2 separate regions of the Ovis aries genome follow, and region 2 is linked to region 1. A link is a contact called in public Hi-C data. All regions are on one chromosome and are shown on one strand. Each heading gives the region's core, a stretch centred on a gene start, on an enhancer-like site or on the middle of the called end of the contact. The rest is flanking DNA. Distances are from core to core; before and after follow the strand shown.

Region 1 (3,760 bases), core at 1,122-3,621:
ATATAACCTTAGGCTTAGGGTTACATCCTATATCAACCTCAGGCACTTAGAACTTTCCTTTAAATGTTCTAGAAGGAAATATTAGGACTAATTTTCACAGACTGACACACTATGAAGCTGGGTTGCTATAGGCCAGGCTCACTAACAGGTGAGAGCCACAGCTATCAGTAAAGGCAGGGGTAACCGCCAGGCCTCCCCTCCTAGATTCCCAACTTTTAAAAGTTATTCTCTGGGTCCCACAGCCACACAAGAAGTTCTGCATGGCTCTCGACCACTGTCCACTATGGCCCAAGCTTGATGGCCACTGGAAGGTGGAGGCCCACAAGGCTAGGGCACCAATGTTTCCTAAGACAACCTAAAGAACACAGCCTAAATCACCCTATATATATATACACATATGCGCTCCCTGAGGACTAAGAGATCAGATTCACTATATTTTCAAATGTATTATAAAATTTCCTGTGGTCTAAAGGAGAAATCGATGCCCTGGAGAATATAATGGTGCAAAGGATTCAGATAAATGACAATCCGTCTCATAACAATAATTTTTCCTTCTCCTTTTATGCCCATCTCTCACAACCTATGTACCAGGTGAGAAAATTCTGTCCCTATAATACATTGTTAATGACACAGCTCAATTATTGGACTTCTAGACGTTGACTGATATGTAAGTGTAAAAGGACGAGAAGCCAGCTTACACTGTGTGAGATATCTAACTAAAATAAACATGCATACTAAGTTATACATAATTACAGCAGATCACAGAAACAAAACTAGACAGAAGATACCCTCCGTGCAAAAAGCCAAAACAATGAGGTCATCACCCTTGCGGATGCCCCCTACCATAGCCACACCAACAAGGTCAAGGGGTTCTGATTTCTGTTGTGGCAAAGGCATGTACTGGTTCTATGTGGGGAGCAACATGAGGCAAACATGACGAACCACAATATGAAACCAAGAAAAATTAAAATATTTGTTAGTTTCCCTTAGAAGTCCTCATGAGACAAGTCAACCCTATAACTCACACAGAGAAGGTCAAAAAACAACTGCAATACAAATCTCAGCGGGACCTGGAAAAATTAATCCTCACGTTGAACTTGTCCTTCGGCTCTCTGTACTCTTGGCACTGTGTACTATTAGAATAGCAAAGATAAAGCCAGACCTCTCGTTCAATGGAAAACAGTCTTGATTTATCGTTCATAAGATACTACTGAATAGCATGCATGGAAAAAAAAAAAAAAAAAGCGTACGGTCAGGATTCATTCTCCAAGACTCCATAAAACTCACAGTTCCCTGCTAACATGAACTTTATGATTTTGACTGGGCAGTTCCCAAACCAAAACCCTCAACCTGCAGCAAGCTGTGATTAAACCTTTCTGGTAGGTCACTGCCTCACCTAAAGATGTCAAAATAACAGGAGAAAATAGATGAAGGCCCACTAACCTTGGGTAGCTTCTGGGGGTCCTTTTCCTTTTTGGTACACAGCGTGAGCTCACACTGGAGAAAGAGCAGGGAGGTATTGAAGACAGGCTTAAAAACAAAGCTGAACCGTTTCTTATCTATCTCGGCTTGTGGGATAGGAAAGTGCACTCTCTTGGGATTGTAGAATTTCACAGATTCATCTTTAGGACAAATGTTCTCAATGATAGTATAATCTGACATCCTATCAGGGTTTGAATACGGAGAGATAAAGCACGTTTGGATGGCAAATCCCAGTTCTTGGTCGGCCTTGGTAACAGACACCTACAACAGAACAGAAAGCTCAATTCAGAAACAAGTTAGCATCTCACTATCACTGTAGGCACAAGGACAGCATACCAACGTGGCCCTTCTGATGAGAGACACTGCTTGATTTGTGTAACACACCTACATAGTCTTCTTTCTAATCACAAAAGTAACAGATTCACTGAAGAAAGAGGTATTTTCCATTTAAATTTGGTATGGATGATGACAGTGAATTATTTAGTTTAAGTGCCAGCCTGGATTCTAATATTCTAAGATTCTAATACAAGATAAATAAGTCTCTTTGACTTCCTATAAGTCCTCTGGCAAATGAAAATAAAAGTACATCATGCACCTAGAGCAGACTTTTCCAAAATAAATAAAACACCAACAGGTAAAAACCCTAATGTCATAACAGTGTTCTCACTTGTAAGGCAACCTCTTTTAAAAATTACTCAAAAAATAAAGGACAGAGGTAGACGTACTTAAACCAGGCAGGGAAGACCAAACTTCCAAACTGCAGCAAGTCAGAAGGAGCCTAAACACCGCAGTAAAGCTACTGATTCATCTGAAGTCCTGCTTCACGGTGAGCAGCCAGAGCTGGCTTCTGGGGCTGGATGTTGGGCATGGTGCAATCTGGTGGCGATCACGGGCCTGGCAAAGTGTCCCAGCTCTTCAGAGGTCCAAACCAGACCTTGCCAAGTACTCTCCCTTCACTCTTTAAGCCCAAGGGTATTTTAAGGGAAATCTAATCTGGAAACGTTTCCGACTCATTTACACTTCCCTCTTACAAAACATTTGTATGGGCTATGTCCAAACCTTGTTAAGGTTCTTTTCTTTAGAAACAGGAAGTAGTGTGTGGCCAAGTGTAAACAGAATTCAAATCTCAACCATCCTGAACTCAGCTAAAATCTCCGAACCAGACTGGATTCTCCATCTGGCGACACATGGATCACTGCGTGAACTGCCTCTCTCCCCTATTGCCTCATTCCTTGACTAAACTAAGAATCAAAATAAACTTAAACACTTTAGAAATAAAGTTGGTCTTTAACCATAAGCCAATAGCCCCAGAATCCTTTCAAAGGCATGAAGCTATAAACACACTTTGCATTCTGAGATACCCACAGGAAATCCCTGATATCACATGGGGCTTTTAGCCCACGGCACTATTTTGAAAGATCCCTATGTGGTTAACTGCAAGACACTCAACAGTGAAGATGATGAAGATGATAATGACATTTTGCTGTGCCTTAAAGCTTACTCCCTGAGAACAATCTTATAAGTATTTTCATCTTCATTTTATAAATGGAGGGAAAATGGAACACACAGGATAGATGACTTGTTCAAAATCATAGCTAGCAAATACTGGGGAAAACCAAGGCTTGAGCCCAGGTCTTCTGAACCCAAGTCCATTTTCTCTTCACTATTTCACTACAGCTACAGGGTCAGTTCAAGCTGCCCAAGATGCGGTCAGGGAGGGTGCTTAGTTATGACATCTTTCCAGGAAGTAGTATTTAGTAGTCTGAAAATATTCACACTTCATTATTTTTACAGTGTTTCTGAAAAACGAGATATTTAATCTCGGAAAAATGGCAAACTACATATACTCTATTTACTCAAAAGTGCCCTTTAACATGAACTCAGAACCAATGCAAACCTTTTCTCTAATCTCAGAGAAAGCATGCAATGGCAGAATAGCTAAGGTACTCCAAAAAAATTGTTTGAGAGGAAAAAAAGATTATTGTCAATAAATCTTTTACTCTGAAATGGACTGGAAGTGAGCAGTGGCAGGACTCTGCTGCTCACTCGCCATGAGCACTGACCTTTGGTTTCTCCCCCCCCAGAATGAGGCACTGACACTGTCTAGATACAGCGACTGTGACAATCTGCACAGTCAAAATTATATGCACACAACACAGCTCTCTGATAGTTAGGAAATGCCAGCTAATACTAGCAGTGCTAATCTAGATTTACATTTGGGGGGTTATATTAGACATCAACCCTGAATACTCATTGGAAGGACTGATGCTGAAGCTGA
Region 2 (3,518 bases), core at 91-2,590, 170 kb after region 1:
CCATTTCACAGCTAAGGGAATGGAGTGATTTTCTTCTCCCAGCTCTTTTTTGTAGACACTAAATCCATTAAGTTCTACTCGGTCAAGGTGGGAGCCAGTATTGGTGGCTCAGATGGTAAAGAAACTGCCTGCCAAGCAGGAAATCCAGGTTCCATCCCTGGGTCGGGAAGATCCCCTGGAGAAGAGAATGGCAACCCACTCCAGCATTCTTGCCTGGAGAATCTCATGGACAGAGGAGCCTGGAGAGCTCGCCACAGTCCGTTACAGACCCTGGGGTCGCAGAGTCGGTCATGAAGGAGTAACTAACACACACACACTGTCAAGGTAATTCACGTTTGACAAGCTGGTCCCCTGCACTAAATGATTCTGGAAAGTGAAGCAAATGCCCTAATAAGAACAAGACTGCAAGGAGATTCTCCTAGCAACAGTCCAAGAGTTTCCAGATTATTCTAACCAAATGAACATGCTAAGGGAAGCCTTCAAAATAAACCGGGAAAGGTGGCTAGCAAGTTAAAGCGGGAGGGAGGATTCTCTGCGGACTCAGGGCTGCAGCGCTCGGCGCCGCCCGCAGTGCACCCTGAGGGCGCGGCCCGCGGGGAGTGAAGCTCCTGTTGGTGCGCCAGTGCCGGGGCCGCAGCCTCTGCAATGGCAATTGAGTATGAACCCACAACAAATCTTTCCCACCGACGGTGTCACGCGCCCAGTGGGAAGTGACCAGCGCGCCCCGCGGAGGTCAGAAGAAACCGCGGAAAGGAAGAGTGAGGGCAGGCGCGGAGCAGATGTCCTCCCCAGCACACCGCATCGCCCGGAGCGCTGCCCACCCGGGACGGCCGCTCCCCTGTGCACCTCACAGCGTAAACACCAACCGACCAACGCCGCCCCCAAGAAGCCCAGGGGTCCTGGCGGCCGGAGCGATCCCGGCCGGGAAACAGGCTCGGAACCCAGCGCAACGCCAACAGCCCCCGCGCAGCCTGGAGAGCCCTTGGCCGGCACGGGTGCTGGGCTAGCCTGGCGGCCAAGGGTGTCCCGGCGCGGGCTGCAGCGCCGCTAGGCTGAGCCCGCACGTACCTCTGAGGCAGTGTGTCAAACGGAGATCCACCCGCCGCAAGTTGCAGGAAAGCAGAGCAAAGTTTCCCCGCCCAGCGCCCGGCGGCCGCGAGCTCCGGCAGCTGCTGCGCCGCGGCGCAACTACGCCATCCCGACCCGCCGGGGACTTTCTCCTCCTGCAGGGAGCTCAGGGAATCGCGCAGGGAAAGTGGCCGGGCACGAGAGCCGCCGACTTCCCTCCCTCACTCACTAGGAAGAGGAAAGCGCCACTCGGCGTCCCCGAAACCCTCGATTACCCCCATCGGGCCGACCCAGCGCACTCGCTCCCCCTCACACACGCGGGCGGGGACGGGCAGGACGCCACAGCAATCAGCGCGCGGGGGGAAGGGCGCTCCTCCTCCGCGGTCCCCACCGGAGCTCCGCGCCGCCGAGAAACTCCTCCTCCCGCCGCCCGCCTCCCCTCTCTCCTCCCCCTTTTCCTTTCGCGCTGATGGATGAACCCCGAGGGCGGCCGGAGCCTGAGTTTCCCTTCGGACCGAGGAGAGAGGGAGAGGAAAGGAGTACCGGGAACGGCTGGGGTGCTGCGCGCCCAGGTTGGGGCGAAAGGCTGTGGGGCAGAGGGTCCCAGTCCTCGGAGAAGAGCCACATTGGGGCAGGGGGCAGGGGTGGAACGTGGACGCGAGCTGCAGGGATTCCCATCCTCCAGCTAGGTGTTTCCAACTTTTCAGAGCTCTCTGGAAGAGTTGGGTTATTTGGTTCCCTCCGTCTTGATATAAAAATTCTAAAACCTGCGGTAAACCTCTTGCGTACACCCTAGCAAAGGCCCCCACGCGCACATTCATTCTGTCCCTGCTTGTTTTTCCCACCTGCTTGCTATATATCAAGATGCGTTCTAATGGTGGGTCTTGTCTCCTCCTAACAGCTGAGAGTGCATAACGCAGCCATTACCCCCTGCTCACTAGATAAATTATACAAATGAAGGAGCCTGGTCAGCATTACTGGCATTATCCCTAGATTGGCGCGATGTAAGTGAAGGTGTTCACGCTGTGCTGCTTCCTGCGTGCAAGTCCGGTTGAACTGACTGCTGCAAGGGTTGATGAACTCTGTCATCAGAATACCGCTTTGATACTCCTTTTTTACACCTGGTTTTTCTGTTAAAAGATATTCTTAAATCAAACGACACTGTTTTACCAAGAGGCTGGTGAAATGACTCTAAGCTGACAGGTTTCAGAGACCAGACGTCCTGTCTTGACTCTGCGCTTTGACTAGATGTGGAACCCTGGACTATGAGCTTAAACTCTCCAAGTCTGATTTCTCCTCTGTTAAATGAGAAGCTTGGCCTAGGAGACCTCTTCAAATCTTAAAAGGTTATGGTCCTAGGCTTTTAATCGCTAGAGAGTAGAATGGGAAAGTTTCTTATATTATTACTTCTGCAATATTATTATTTGGAAAGTTACTGGGTTTTCCTACTTTGGGAGAAGAGGAAGTGTTTCTCCTCTTTTTTCTCTTGTACCTATACACAGAGAACGCACTCAATTGGAGATATTTCCACAAAAGCCAAAACATTATTGAATCACCTGGATTACTGCAAAAATCTCTAAAATGAACAGTTCATTCCTTACCAATATTTATTGAACACCTATTGTGTAAGAGGCTTGAGTGAGGCCTTGGAGAAATATATAGGGCTAATGCCCTATAGGAGCCAACAGTCTAGGTAGAGTTATAGATTCAAAGACTTAGACTTCTCATAGACTCAAATTACAAAGTATTCATGCCTCAAACTGTCAAGTTTTAGTTTCAAGACCAGACATGAACACTTAAACTGGGTTTGAATATTTAATCCTACATCTGAACATATCAATCATGTTAACTAAAGCTTTTAAATTTCTAAATAAAATGACGTAGAAGTAGAGAGAAAAAAACCAAGTCCTAGATAACAGTCTTGTCTTTAGAGAGTGATGACAACGTAACTGTTCACAATAATCAGATTCTCAATAGTGTAACCAATTATGTGTAACTCAAAACTGGACAATTATTCTGTGCCAGGCAGAGTTCTAAATATTCCATATACATAAACACATTTACTTCTCAAGCCCTATAAAGCTGGATACAATCTGAGGCCTATGTGCACACCTACCTTAAGGCCTTAGAATTTCTAAGATAGTACATATAATAAGTGAGAGAGTCAGAATTCAAATCCACATGCATCTAGCTCAGAGCCCAAGTCCTCAACCACCAGGACATTGTTGTTGTTGTTGCTATTCAGTCACTAATTCGTGTCCAACTATTTGTGACCCCGTGGACTACAGTACACCAGGCTTACCTGTCCTTCACTATCTCCCGGAGTTTGCTCAGATTCATGTCCAGTGAGTTGGTGATGCTATCTAAAGATCTCATCCTCTGTCCCCTCTTCTTTTGCCTTCAATCTTTCCCAGCTTCAGGATCTTTTCCAATGAATTGGTTCTTTGCAT

The links. Hi-C and Micro-C count contacts between places; a contact is called where the count stands out from the background.
Region 2: a contact with region 1 is called in a Hi-C map of tail adipose tissue, with 2.7 times the contacts expected there. The contact joins the promoter of TGFBR3 here to the enhancer-like site in region 1. A contact is called at or near these places in 2 of 16 Hi-C or Micro-C datasets (omental adipose tissue and tail adipose tissue).

The regions. Positions count from the first base shown.
Region 1 is chr1:68,983,675-68,987,434 of ARS-UI_Ramb_v3.0, forward strand. TGFBR3 (transforming growth factor beta receptor 3) reads right to left here. Exons shown (of 18, transcript XM_060411602.1): 14 at 1,444-1,743. Among named protein-coding and RNA genes, the nearest start is that of TGFBR3, 170 kb to the right of the region's middle. Within about 2 kb of position 2,372, at least 5 of the 54 cell types and tissues checked have an H3K27ac peak or open chromatin away from gene starts, as enhancers often do.
Region 2 is chr1:69,157,312-69,160,829 of ARS-UI_Ramb_v3.0, forward strand. TGFBR3 (transforming growth factor beta receptor 3) reads right to left here and starts at 1,341. Exons shown (of 18, transcript XM_060411602.1): 1 at 1,069-1,341.